Linked DNA regions of Mus musculus: region 2 is linked to region 1. The links are chromatin contacts, called in public promoter capture Hi-C maps. All regions are on one chromosome and are shown on one strand. The core of a region is the stretch at or near the end of the contact, and the rest is flanking DNA. Distances in the headings are between cores, read along the strand shown.

Evidence for each region. Promoter capture Hi-C pulls out the DNA fragments that hold promoters and counts their contacts.
Region 2: a contact with region 1 is called in a promoter capture Hi-C map of erythroid cells, with 2.7 times the contacts expected there. The contact joins the promoter of Gab3 here to the promoter of Abcd1 in region 1. A contact is called at or near these places in 2 of 39 promoter capture datasets (cranial neural crest and erythroid cells) and 1 of 9 other capture datasets (liver).

What each region holds. Positions count from the first base shown.
Region 1 is chrX:73,714,082-73,721,047 of GRCm38.p6, forward strand. It overlaps Abcd1 (ATP-binding cassette, sub-family D (ALD), member 1), which reads left to right and starts at 2,516. Exons shown (of 10, transcript NM_007435.2): 1 at 2,516-3,849; 2 at 6,833-6,966. The coding sequence starts at 2,950. Bcap31 (B cell receptor associated protein 31) reads right to left here and starts at 2,123. Exons shown (of 8, transcript NM_012060.5): 1 at 2,037-2,123; 2 at 712-847. The coding sequence starts at 803.
Region 2 is chrX:75,082,467-75,089,432 of GRCm38.p6, forward strand. Gab3 (growth factor receptor bound protein 2-associated protein 3) reads right to left here and starts at 2,439. Exons shown (of 10, transcript NM_181584.4): 1 at 2,202-2,439. The coding sequence starts at 2,273.

The DNA.
Region 1 (6,966 bases), core at 1,266-3,765:
AATTTAAATACGAATAGTGTTGATATACTACAAATGATTGAAACAATATCTAAATAACGTTTAGCAAATCCTGGTTTTTTGGGTTGTTTTTTGTTTTTCGAGACAGGGTTTCTCTGTGTAGCTCTGGCTGTCCTGGAACTCACTCTGTAGACCAGGCTGGCCTCAAACTCAGAAATCCACTACCTCTGCGTCCCAAGTGCTGGGACTAAAGGCGTACGCCACCACGCCCAGCCTGTTTTTTATTAAAAGGGACTATAGCTTCCATCCTTCATAGGCTGAGTAATGCTCATGAGCCTACTAAGCAATGCCAGTAGGAGTTAGCTAGGAGGTCAAAAGTCAGCAAATCGGCAACAATGTAAGCCAATGGTGCAAGTATTCAAGTTTCCACACAATTATCCCCTACAGCCCTGAGGCCCAAGGGTTGGCAAGAGAATATTACTCAAAAAAGTTGAAGTCAAATCTTCTTTTGCAAAAACCAGAAGACAGTGTGCACAGGAAAGCAAATGACGAGGTGACAAAGCCAGACAATGTTCAAGATTGGTGATAAGAAAAAAAAAATCATACTCCTGACACCCTTACTCAAGACAGGTTTTACTTGTTTCCATATAGCCTCAATTTCAGGGTCCACCAATTTTGCACACAGAAACTACAAGGTTCAGGGTTTGATAGCACCCTCATCATATGCTTGCTTTGTTGTTCCACTAGCCATACCTTTTTGGAGAAATGAAGGGAATGCAGAGAAGCAACACAGCAAAGACCTCTGCGTAGAGGAAGGTGGCAACTGTAGTCCACTGCAAACTCATCCTGTGACTTAAAGGGTTCCAACAGAGGGATGGGAGCTTGTTTCCTGGCAGGATACAGAAGAAACAGGAGGAACCATGAGAGCTGGAAAGTCACTGACAGGGACTGCTCAGGGACCCTGGAGAGGCTGGGGCTGCTATTCTTCACAACAGACCACAGGATTCTGCTTCAGAGCTTTTGAAACCCTGGTTGAAACAGGGTTTAACCCAACAGCAGACACTTGACCAATGATTCTAGCCAGCCAACAAACTTCCCTTGCCTGGGACAGTTACTTGTGCCCCTCCAGCAAGTATGTTACTATGACTAGGTACTTTTGTTCATGATTCCTTTCCCCGGGGCCGTCCAAGAGACTCTTAAGCCTGTTTAACTAAGAAAATGTTTCTCATAAGAATAGGAGAACCTTCTCAGCACCCATCAGGCTCCCTTGTAAGGCTAGACCTGTTTAAGAAAATGTTTCTCAAAAGAACAGTACGTAAACAGAAGGACCTCAGCACCCATTAGGCTTCCTTCCAAGAGTAGAAGCCTCTGCTGCCAGGAGCTATACATGTCTTCCAGTCGCTTCTACAGTGGGACTGGGACTGCAGTGTTCATACATGTATTTTCTGCAAACGCCACCACCTAAGCCTCTGCACAAGAAAGCAGGCCCATTTCCTCCAGAGCTTATGAGGGGCTGATAACCCTAGTAGCCTCCAGCCTCCTTCTAAAGCTGCTTTTGAAAACTAGATAGGCCTTCCGAATGCTCGCACGAATGCACAGGGTGTAGGCCTCCATTTACTCTCAAAAGGCCCACAAGAGCGACTCCTAGAGGGCGGGAATCCAGGCCAAAAGCAAATACAGGTCTCCACAGAGCACGTCCAGGCCTTACCCAGAGAAAGTTCCAGAACCAGAAAGTCTCTCCCGAAGCCAAAAAAGGGACCTCCCTGCATCCCTAGCAAGCCACAACGCCCAAGTCCACAGCGCCAGGTGGCTTTCGAGGAGCTGGGCCTACCTGGGCAGCTCTTCTGGGGGGGGGTGGGGAGGACTGGCCCCTGTCCTCGCGTCCCCTAGAGTCCCGCTCCACCTACCTCCACAACATCCCTATGCCTGATCCTGCCCTAAACTCCGAAGTCGGCCCGGATCCCTACACTTCCCAGAACCCACAGTATTTCTGGGATGCTCGCCTTCCTCCCTCATGAAGGGACTGGGGGGGAACCTCGTTGGTCCGAAAGTCAGCCATGCATGCGGACCCAGCTTACCGAGCTTCAGCCTACTCGCACGCCCCACCGCAACTACCAAACTCTCACCAATGCTCAGGCCCGCCCCCTAGCCCGCGGGCGGAAACCGGAAACGCGCGTCAGGCCCCGCCTACAAGTCCTCTAGAGGCCCCTAACGGCTCCGCCCATTGTCGTTTCCCGCCCCGCCCTTAGGCGCGGCCTGTTGCCAAGGTCTAGAAAGGAAGTAGAGGCTGACGGTTGAAGGCCCCCTGCCGCGCCTCTGACACTTCGGACACGCAGGGGTGGAGCTTGGAGGCGCCTTGGCGGGAGGGCTGGGGCCGCTTCTGTAGTGTACGCGGACTTGCTTCGTTTCTGTTGTCGGAGAGGGGGAGGGGTCCAACGGTAGGGCGAGAACGGGGTGGGGCACCCCTAACTCGGACTCCGCCTCTTGCCTCAACTCCGCCTCCTCTTCCCCATCACCACCCCTGGGGAGGGGTAGGTGGGTGGGGATTCTGGGCCTTGGCGTAGACGCTGTCGTTACTGCCGGGCTGCTCAGCGGACAAACACGCCTGGTGCCCCGGGGAGGGGCGTCACGGGGGGTGGGGGGGGAGGAGCAGTAAGAGGAGGGAGGTGGAAGGAAAGACACAGCCTCTCTCCTTAAGACCTCTCGAGGCTCTGACCTCAGGGGCTAAGGGGACAGTCTGTAGAGGGAAGCCAGTTCCTCCACCCGGGCTGCCTGAAGAGGCCACGACCCTGGAGGATTCTAACCCAACCGATCCAGGGGCCCCAGCACCACCGCGAGGGCCTAAAGCAACAGTCTCAGGGATCACTTCAAGGTTTCCAGTTGCCTAGACAACGAGCCCTGGGTCAGAGCAACAACCCTTCCAGGATCTGTCTGCAACTGTAGCCTCAGGCAGCAGTTCCAGCCCTCAGCCTGCTCACCAGTCCAGGTGACATGCCGGTGCTCTCCACTCCCCGGCCCTCACGGGTGACCACGCTGAAGCGCACAGCTGTGGTCCTGGCCCTCACAGCCTATGGAGTCCACAAAATCTACCCTCTAGTACGGCAGTGTCTGACTCCTGCCAGAGGTCCTCAGGTGCCAGCTGGGGAGCCCACTCAAGAGGCCTCTGGAGCCACCGCAACCAAGGCTGGCATGAACCGGGTATTCCTGCAGCGGCTCTTGGCGCTCCTGAGGCTGCTGTTCCCCCGAGTCTTGTGCCGGGAAACAGGGCTGCTGGCCCTGCATTCTGCTGCCCTGGTAAGCCGAACTTTCCTGTCTGTGTATGTTGCCCGCCTGGACGGCAGACTGGCCCGCTGCATTGTACGTAAGGACCCGCGGGCCTTTAGCTGGCAACTGCTGCAGTGGCTCCTCATCGCCCTTCCTGCCACTTTCATCAACAGTGCCATCCGCTACCTAGAGGGCCAGCTGGCTCTTTCTTTCCGAAGCCGTCTAGTAGCTCATGCCTATGGACTCTACTTCTCCCAACAGACTTACTACCGAGTAAGCAACATGGATGGACGACTTCGAAACCCTGATCAGTCTCTGACAGAGGATGTGGTAGCCTTTGCTGCCTCTGTAGCCCACCTTTATTCCAACCTGACCAAGCCACTCCTGGATGTGGCTGTGACCTCCTACACTCTCCTTCGAGCTGCCCGATCCCGAGGAGCTGGCACAGCCTGGCCCTCAGCCATCGCTGGCCTGGTGGTGTTCCTCACAGCCAACGTGCTTCGAGCCTTCTCTCCCAAGTTTGGGGAGCTAGTGGCAGAGGAGGCACGGCGAAAGGGGGAACTGCGCTACATGCACTCTCGAGTGGTGGCCAACTCAGAGGAAATTGCCTTCTACGGGGGCCATGAGGTGGGGCAGGTTGAGATGCTGCTTAAATAGCAGAGGAGGTGGCTGGGAGACCTATTGCAGTCAGCTATAAGCAGTAAGGGAAGCCCAACAAGGCCTTCTCAGGCTGATGTTAAAGTTGTAGATAGACACTGGGACAAGCTTGGGGGTAGGCTTTGGATGGCTATAACCTTAAGATGCAGAAATGGAGAAATGGCACCATTGGGTGGGAACTTCCCTGTGCTGGCTGCCTGCAACCTCCAAGCCACTTCTGCTTCCTTGGTAAAATTGTCTTGGACATTTTGGATTCTAGCTTTGGATTCTAGTGATTTGTGATGCTACTGGTCCAGCTTACTCCAATCTTGCAGTCAACCACTCCTGCAGCCACCTGGGAGGAATTAGACTCCTACCATCTCTGGGAGCATAGGACAGAGCCTGCTTCCTAACCTCTCTTGCCTCTCTGAGCCCTTTGAAGGCTGGCGTCCAGCAGAGTTGGCTGGCTGGGCTGTCCAGTATTATGGGCATGACTCAGCCCAAGCAGAGGTTAACAAGCAGAGCTCAGCACAGTGGCTACAGCAGTAGTGTTGCTGCTCAGGGTCAAGGCTGTCAGAACCCCAGGCACGTCGGGTTAGTTACTGACAGGCTTGGCAAGCAACCTGCCTAGTTGCCTCCCTCCCTCCCAGGGATAGGGATACCTGGCCTCTGCCATAGAAGCCTGACAACCTTTCTCACCCCCACCCCTGATGTCCTACCCCCAGTGTAGCCACCCTTCCACCCAGATCCCAGCTACTTTATGAGGTGGGCTAGGGCCAGGGATGCCTGGCAGACACTGAGAAAGGCTACTTTAAACCAGTGTAAACTTTATTCTCTGACAGCCCCTCCCCTTCTTTGTGCCTCTTGTGGTTGCAGCTGCCTCAGGCCTTGTTCAGGCTTCTGGTTTCGGTTCCCTAGTGCTTGGGGCGGGGGAGGGATACAAAAGCACCATTTCATGAAGGCCTGTGTGTTTCCTGGGTCAGGTAGCCACTTGCCCCAGGACCTTGTCCCATTGGCTGCATTTCATATGTACAATCAGTTTTGTCCTCGACTTTTAGAAAGGATTTGTCTTTACACTCTGCAAAGAGGTTCTCTGGTCACAGTCAGGTTTCAGATTAGGAGAAAAAGTGCATCACCCTTACTATAACCCCAGTTCCATTCTCTTCTCCTGAATGCTGGGCTGCAGGGCTTTGGCAAGCTGCCAGGGCCTTGGGTGAGGCACTTGGCACAGTACTTGTAGCTGTATCATCAACCTTAGCTGGCACTACTATCAGCTTGAGGCACGAGCCTAGATTACCAGCGTGCAGCAAAGGTGGTGCACTCACTTCAGGAATGAGAGGCTGGATTTTTGGAAACTGGGCTGTATGAGCAGTTCTAGGCAGAGGGCACAAAAGAGAGAACACTGGTATTTAAAGAGACTTCCTTTGGGCTAGTTTCAGGAAATAGCAAATTAAACAATAGAGTTCACTTGCTGGGACTCAGAGACCTTGTGTAAACCCTTGGCCTGCTTGTCTAAGCCCCTTATGTAAAGCTGTATGGTATGATGGGCCACCATGGGTGGATTGACTGCCCTTGTTGTATAGGCACATGTCCCACTCTAGTCCTACTGGTTGCTGTACTGTGGACATGGGCCTGGATTCAAGTCAAGAGTTTATGAAAAGGGGACTAACTGGCTGACTGGCAGGCGAACAGCAGGGTATAATTTCCTTACTAGAATTTCAGACAGTGCATATGCATGTGTACATACATGTATACAAGCCTCTTGCTTAAAAGAACAAAGTAAATCTTAAGTCATCTTCATTTGTAAGAATCTGGTTATTAGGCTGAGGCAGGAGGTTCATTGTGAGTTCAAGGCCAGCTTGGGCTACATAGTGAGTTTCTGGGATACAGAGCAAGGCTGTCTCAAAACATAAAAGCTAAGCATGGTAGCACCTTTAATCACATCACTTAAGAAGCAGAGACAGGAAAATCACCACAAATTTGGGGTTGGCCCTGGTTTACATAAAGAATTCCAGAGCAGCCAGGGCTATATAATGAGACCCTCTCTCTCAAAAACAAAAACAAAACACAAAAACAAACAAAAAACCAACCAGAAGTCTGGTTCTTTAGAGCTGGAATATAGCTCAGTGGTAGAGTACTCACCTAGTACACTCAAGGCCTAGAATGCCCAAGACTCTAGGTTCTATCCATAATACCTCAAAAGTAAATAAAAATCTGGTTCGCTTAACAGCCCAGTCCATGCAGTTCACATTTCTACACTCCTTGCTACTTCTAGGCAACATGAGCTTGGGCAGGTCACTTTGTCTCTCTGCTTATGTGTCCTAGAATAGACATGAGAATATGCACAATAAGGTGTATGGCAGTAAATTGGGAGAAAGAAGACAAACAGTGGCATAGAGGTGGGGAGCAGAACAATCCAAAATACAGTCACCTTGCCATGACTACTTGTGGCTACTCCTCTGAGGCCTGTCTGACTGCGGTTCCTATCAGGATTGAGAGCGTATTCACCTGGTTTGGGTGGGGAATCCAGTGTAAGTTTCTCACAGAAAAGAGCCTGGGAAAGAAACAGGGCATGGAGATTGTTGACTGAGTTTTACAAAACCAAGAACTTTATCATTTGCTCCGTGCTATTCTTAGAGCTATTGATCATGATGTCTGGGGCAGGGAGGCACTAGGAAGGAGCCAAAAGAAATGGGGTCAGCAGAAGATGAAAGACAGCTAGCTGCCCTCAGGGACCTGGGTTCAGAAACTGCCCAGGCAGGGTATAGAGAGGGAAGTGGCGAGTGACCCAACCACAGTAGTAATTGAAAGAGAGGGTAGGAGGTTCCCCTACCATCACCCCTATTTGAGGCTTGGCCCTACCACAGACACAGTCCCTAAGTCCTTGACCTTGTGGCCATCAACAGCATGTCTGTGGGACTCTTACCATCATCTCCCAGGACTTGTCACATTTGAATATCCATTGACTTTACAGGTGGAACTGGCACTACTACAGCACTCCTATCAAGACCTAGCTTCACAGATCAACCTCATCCTGCTTGAGCGCCTATGGTATGTCATGCTGGAACAGTTCCTCATGAAATATGTGTGGAGTGCATCTGGCCTGCT
Region 2 (6,966 bases), core at 1,189-3,688, 1.4 Mb after region 1:
AATAGCTGATTCAAGATGGTCAATCTGTAGAACAAGATTTATGGACGACCCATCTTCATGAACCCCCACCACCACCAGGGAGCAGCACTACCTGTCCATGTGAGACATAGGAACATGTTTTGCCTCCTCAGTATTCCGTATCAATGCATCTCTCTCTCTCTCTCTCTCTCTCTCTCTCTCTCTCTCTCTCTCTCTCTCTCTCAGAATTATTTTTTGGGAGGAAGTGGCAGTGGTCATGCATGCCTTTAATCCCAGCACTTGGGAGGCAGAGGCAGGCAGATTTCTGAATTCGAGGCCAGCCTGGTCTACAGAGTGAGTGCCAGGACAGCCAGGGGTATACAAAGAAACCCTGTCTCGAAAACACCAAAAAAAAAAAAAAAACAAAAAACAAAAAAAAAACCCTATTTATTTTATTAATATGAGTACACTGTCACTGTCATCAGACACACCAGAAGAGGGCATCAGATCTCATTACAGATGGTTGTGAGCTACCATGTGGTTGCTGAGAATTGAACTTAGGATCTCTGGAAGAGCAGTCAGTGCTCTTAACCACTGAGCCATCGCTGTAGCCCATCAATACATCTTCAAAGTAGTTGAAAAGTTAGGGAAACAGCTTGGATGAGAGATGTGGGACTCTGTGCTTAGGAATTTGTGAAATCAAAAGCATGATGTGGGGCCAGGTATAGTGGCAATGCCTTTAATCTCAGCACTCAAGAAGCGGCAGGTAGATCTCTGACTTTGAGGCCAAACTGGTCTACACAGTGAGTTCTAGCACAGCCAAGGCTATGTAGAGGCCCTGTCTCAGAGAGAAAGATGGGGGGAGGTAGCATACTGATATTATTCAAAGAAGTGTTTATATTTTGCATCTGTGATGGCTACATGCTTAGTAGAACAACATTCTTTTATTCAATAGCACAAACAACAAAAACCTATCATCATAAGGAATATGCTGAGAAGGGACATGATGAGAAAAAGAGTTAGATTGTATGGAAAACTGCTAAGAGTGAGTCACTGTCTAACTCAGGAATGGGGTAAGGGACCACTGAGAAACTTCATATTCAGGAAAAGCTTCTGTTACAAATTTCAGAAATATCCATACATCATTGATATCTTCTTATAATTCCACCCCTGAATTTCTACATGATATGTGCTCTTTAATATGAAAAAAAAAAAAAGTACTGGCTGGTGAAATAAGGACCCCAGTTAGAAAGCTATAGACATAAGTACCAGGTAGAACCCCATTTGTGGTGGAATGCCTCAGCTGACTGCAAACCTGAACAGGGTAGTTCCCACCTGCATGCTTTGGTTTTGCAGAGAAATTAGAAATTATAAAGGACAAGGATCCATCAAGCTACTTCCAGTTCCACCAAACCCCAAGGGCAAGAAATCCTAATATCTGTATATACAACCCCCCGGGGACTAAAGTGATTCTTGTTAATGGCTAAAGACAGCTCAGTAACAATCGAGTCTTTAAGCAGAATATTTTTATGATCTTATCCTGAGAACACTAGATATAATGAACTTTTTGAGTTGTGTGCAACTTATTTAAATATGGTCATATGACGGGTAGAAAGATGTAGTTCTCCGGGGTTCCTTATTTCATAATAGGAAATGTCAATGGTTCCAGCTGTACTAGAAAAGCTCCATGTCATCATAAAGAATATGCTGAGAAGGGACATAATGAGAAAAGAGTTACACTGTGTGGTAGGCTCCCAACAAGAGTGTTCTATGATAGCTATGACAGTACTCATTACAAGAGGAATGCAGCAGCTTCACTGAGTGGCCCACACAAGTTTCCTCTTACTGTCCACGTCCCTGTCCCTCGCCCTGTTCTCGCTGTGAAATGGAACTCCAGTTGGAGACAGGGCACCCTTTAGAGAAGTCTCTCTGGTTGTTCCAGCATACAAGCTGGGTTGGGGGTTTCAGCTCCAACCCACCTCCATCTACCGCTGAGTGTGGCAGTATAGAGACACTGAACACAGCAGGCAAGAGGCACCAGGCCAGCCTGCTGCAGGACTCAGAACAGCTTGACGTGCGATTTCACTTTCCAACGTCCAATGGCCTCGCCTGCAGCTAGGGCTCTGGGAACAGTTATATTTGGCGCGCCTAGAGTCAGGGACTCCCCAGGGCCACACACGGCCACCCCACGAGCAGAGAACCGAGGGCACGAAGGCCAGGGTTGAGTCGGCACCCCTACTCACATAGCGCTGCAGCTTCCTCTCGGGAGGCGACTTGATGAGCCAGCCCATGCACACAGTGTCACCAGTGCTCATCCTGGCCGCCGCCGCCGCCGCAGCCGCTTCTGCTGCTGCTGCTGCTGCTGCTTCTTCTTCTTCTTCTTCTTCTTCTTCTTCTTCTTCTTCTTCTGCTGCTGCTGCTGCTGCTGCTGCTGCTGCTGCTGCTGCTGCTGCTGCTGCTGCTGCTTCCTCCAGCTGGGCTGGCCGCCTGCGACAGGAGGAAGTCTAGCCAGGGATGCCATGGGGCGTTCCTACCTACATAGCGCCGCCCCAAGTTGCTGAGCGACGCCCCCTCCTCGCCCTCCTCCCACCCCCAGGACTTGAGGAAGGGATGGACAGTAGTCGCTGTTCTTGAGTTTAGACTGCGGGGGGGGGGGGGGGGCGGAGGCGGGGGCGGGGGCGGGGCGGGGGTGGAATAAGCAGCAAAGATAAGAAAGCCTCTTCGAGCAATTGCTGTGCTGCAGGAGGCTCTGCTTCTGGAGACCCCAAGCAGGATGCTCTGCTGCTGTTTCCCAGGTGCCTAGATTGTTACCTTCATAGTTATAGCAGAGGGAGGAAGGAGCCTGCCACCCCTCCTCCCCCCAGGAAAACACTAGGTGACCTAATGGCAGCCAATGATCCTGTTGCTTTCATCACCATCCCTGAAGAGCTATGTCAAAAGGGTTGGTTTCCTTAGCTCAGACGCTGCAGAACAAAAATCTATGGCTCATATCTGTCATGTATATAGTTAACAGAGAAAGAAAGACTCCTCTTCCACTTCCCTGCTCCACTTGATTGTTTGCAAAGTAGTGTGATTTTTATGCCCCTCTTCCAAAGATCATTGTGTTCAATAATGAGCTTCCAGGGCAGAACTGTTTAAATGTTCTAATGAACAAAAATGATCTGAATTCAGCAGTAGTACTAGCTGCACCTTACTAAACTCTGGGGTTTTAAAAGGTAAATATAAGGTTGAGCCAGCTTGTATGCTGGGAACTCTAATAACAAAAATAAACTGATATTTATTGTGACTACTGAGTACCATATGCCAGCCATTGTCATAAGTGCTTCACAGCATCTACACAAACACCCTATAAGCTATATTGTTGAGTCAGTTTTGCCCATGCATAAGACAAGAAACAGAACAATACTGCCCCCTATATAGAGCACACACGTAGGAAGTTACCAATAGCAGAGTTAGTTGTCTGTCTCAAGAATTAGCCCCTGGGCTGGAGAGGTGGCTCAGCAGTTAAGAGCACTGACTACCCTTTCAAAGGTCCTGAGTTCAAATCCCAGGAACCACATGGTGGTTCACAATCATCTGTAATGAGATCTGATGCCCTCATCTGGGGTGTCTGAACACAGCTATAGTGTACTTATAGTAATATAATTAATGTTAATATAATAATTAACATATAACAATATATTAATCAATATATTATTATATTAATTAATTGTGTGTGTTAATTAATATACATTAATATATAACATATGATGATAAATAAATCTTTTTTAAAAAAAAGAGAGTTCATCCCTCTAAACACTACCTTCTCTTTGTGAACACACTTTAAAAACTGGAAAGCACCAGGCAGTGGTGGCGCACGTCTTTAATCCCAGCACTTGGGAGGCAGAGGCAGGTGGATTTCTGAGTTCGAGGCCAGCCTGATCTACAGAGTGAGTTCCAGGACAGCCAGGGCTATACAGAGAAACCCTGTCTCAAAAAAACCAACCAACCAATCAATCAGTCAATCAATCAATCAATAAATAAAAACTGGAAAGCACCATAGTAAAGTTAGAATCAGCATCCAAGATGTGACTACAATCCATGTGATGTTTGGTGGCATCTGGTCAGCTTCCTAATATGCAATGGTCTTTTTTCCTTGGTATAGTGCTTCTCACTTGGAAATGATAATTAGAAGAAAATTTTACAAAAACTAATTCTCTCAACATGACATTCACAATGTCTAGGGAGAGATGATATGCAGGGTTCATTATCATTGTATAAGCAGGGATCAAAGGAGAGAGTTCATTCTAGGTGTTTCAAGTGGGGATGGGTTAACTTCACAAAGGTAGCACTTAGCAAACTCATTGGCAGAACAGGAGCCATGAAATCAAGGAGTGTCACTAGTCAGGGCTTCAAGGTATACCAAGAGTACAAAGCAGAGAATGAGGATCTGTCATAAAGCTGGACTCCAGCTGCTGCCAACTCATGTCATTGCAACCATCTGTTCTCTTCACTGATTTCTGTGTCTCACACTAAACCTATATAATTAGCCAAACACAATTCTTATGGAAAAATCTAGATAAGAGAATGTTAAATATCTTTATTTAGCTTTCCTACTTCTCCAAATATACAAGGAAAATATAAGTTGAGACACACAAAATACTCCTCTTGCTACTAACTACACAAAATCATTATACACAAAATAAACTTACTATAGAAACAACATATTCACACAAAGCAATGCCATTATCCTTCCTACAAACTAAGAAAATATCTCTAAAACAAAATAGCAATGGTTTCATTGAATTGTACAATTATTCCATGTAGTCATGTCTGTGGGATAATTATTCCTCTCCTAGTTCAGGTATCATCCCAAATCAATAAACTACAAGCTAAAGAAAAACTTATAAAGGCAAGCTTTATGAATTTTTACTTGACATGTACAAAATATAGACAAAAGGAAGACAGGAAAAGTTAAGTAGGGGAAGAACACAATGGCAATAATTATGTGACTGCTCATGAGACTATGATTGGTATGTCTCAGTTCTATCCTATATTTGCTTTCTAGCCAGGACATTAACTGTACTGGCTGATTTTGTGTGTCAACTTGACACAGCTGGAGTTATCACAGAGAAAGGAGTCTCCCTTGAGGAAATGCCTCCATGAGACCCAGCTGTAAGGCATTTTCTCAATTAGTGATCAAGGGGGTGGAGCTTGTGGGTGGTACCATCCCTGGGCTGGTAGTCTTGGGTTCTATAAGAAAGCAAACTGAGCAAGCCAGGGGAAGCAAGCCAATAAGAAACATCCCTCCATGGCCTCTGCATCAGCTCCTGCTTCCTGACCTGCTTGAGTTCCAGTCCTGACTAAATTTGGTGATGAACAGCAACATGGAAGTGTAAGCCGAATAAACCCTTTCCTCCCCAACTTGCTTCTTGGTCATGATGTTTGTGTAAGAATAGAAACTCTGACTAAGACATCAACTAATCAAAATTCTTTTCATAGTGCAGTGGTTCTCAACTTTCCAAATGCTGTGCCCCTTTAATACAGTTCCCTATGTTGTAGTGATCCCCAGTCATAAAATTATTTTCATTGCTACTTCATAACTGTAACTTTGCTGGTCTTGTGAATTCTAATGCAAATATCTTATATGCAAGATACCTGATATACGACCTACAATGAGGTTGTAACTGCTTTGAGAATTTGACAGAGTTCTCAGTTGTGACCAAATTGAGAACTGCTGGCCTAGTGAGTGAAAACAAAAACAAAAAGCAAAAACCTTTCTTTCTGGCAAGTCTAGATCCCCAGTAGTTTTGCCTAGACATATCACTGTGAGGAGATGCTCCAGAGGATGCTGTGGATTAAAAAACATAGTGCCTCTTATCTCCTTGCTTAAATACAACCTTTGATTAAAAACATTCCACTTAGTAATCATGTAAGTCATACAGCCAGTTCAGTGGGATCCATTGTTGTGAAATTTCCTGGGATAAAGAATGTCAAATGGCCAGGTGGCAGCCTCTGTTTTCAATGTGTGTTTTAACACACAATGTCTCATCCTTGGAAAAGCATTTGTCCCACTGGGAACCAAGAATTTTAACCAGAAGATCTCAAAGTTCTGGTTATAAGAAGAAGCACTTAGAGAGTGGTTTGTTATGTGTGATCATAAAAGGAACTGTTACAAACTACAGCTCTTAATTCCAGACTCCTATCAAACCTGACCTTGGGGAAGCAGTGTTGTGCCATGGTCACTTGATAAAAGTATTATAATGATTTCCTCAGTGAGAAGTGCTGATTCTTGATGTATTGGAAATATGAATAGATAGATGATCTAGTAAGTGGGAGAGCCAACTGAAATGTGGATTTAAAAATAAATCCATAGCCCACCATGAGGACATACATCTTTAATCCCAGCACTTGGGAGGCAGAGGCAGGAGGATCTTTGTGAATTTGAGGCCATGCAGGTTTACAGAGCAAGTTTCAGGACAGCCAGGGCTACACAGAGACACCCTATCCTGAAAAAAAAAAAAACAACCTATCAATCAATAAATAAATAAAATAAATTTTAAAATAGAAAATAAATTATGAAAAAGTATCTATCCAACTGAAAATGAGTTGCTGCCCTTCTAATGGATGTAGTTCAATTTCTTCTGTGAGGTGCTTGGTTGGTCCCTCCAGAGAATGCAGCTACATTAGGAAACTCATTGTTGGTGTGTGTTGTGGAATATTGAACAATGAGCATTTACTGTGAACATATCAACAGTTTTTAGGAATCTCATTATTTATGGCTGATTCTCAACCTTTTTCATGACTCTGTAAGAAAGAGCAGTCTAGCCTTGGGGGAAAGGAAATAAATATAGGAAGTAGGTTTTTGGAACCTAACTTCACTTTGTTGTCTCACCATTTACTGTTTACTTAAGTTAGATATAGTAAAACTGGATAAGATAGCAATGTGTTCATCCCCAGATTTAGTTTTGTAGTTTATTCAGTATTTTAAATCTTATAACTAGAAGAATTTGTAGAAATTAATGATCA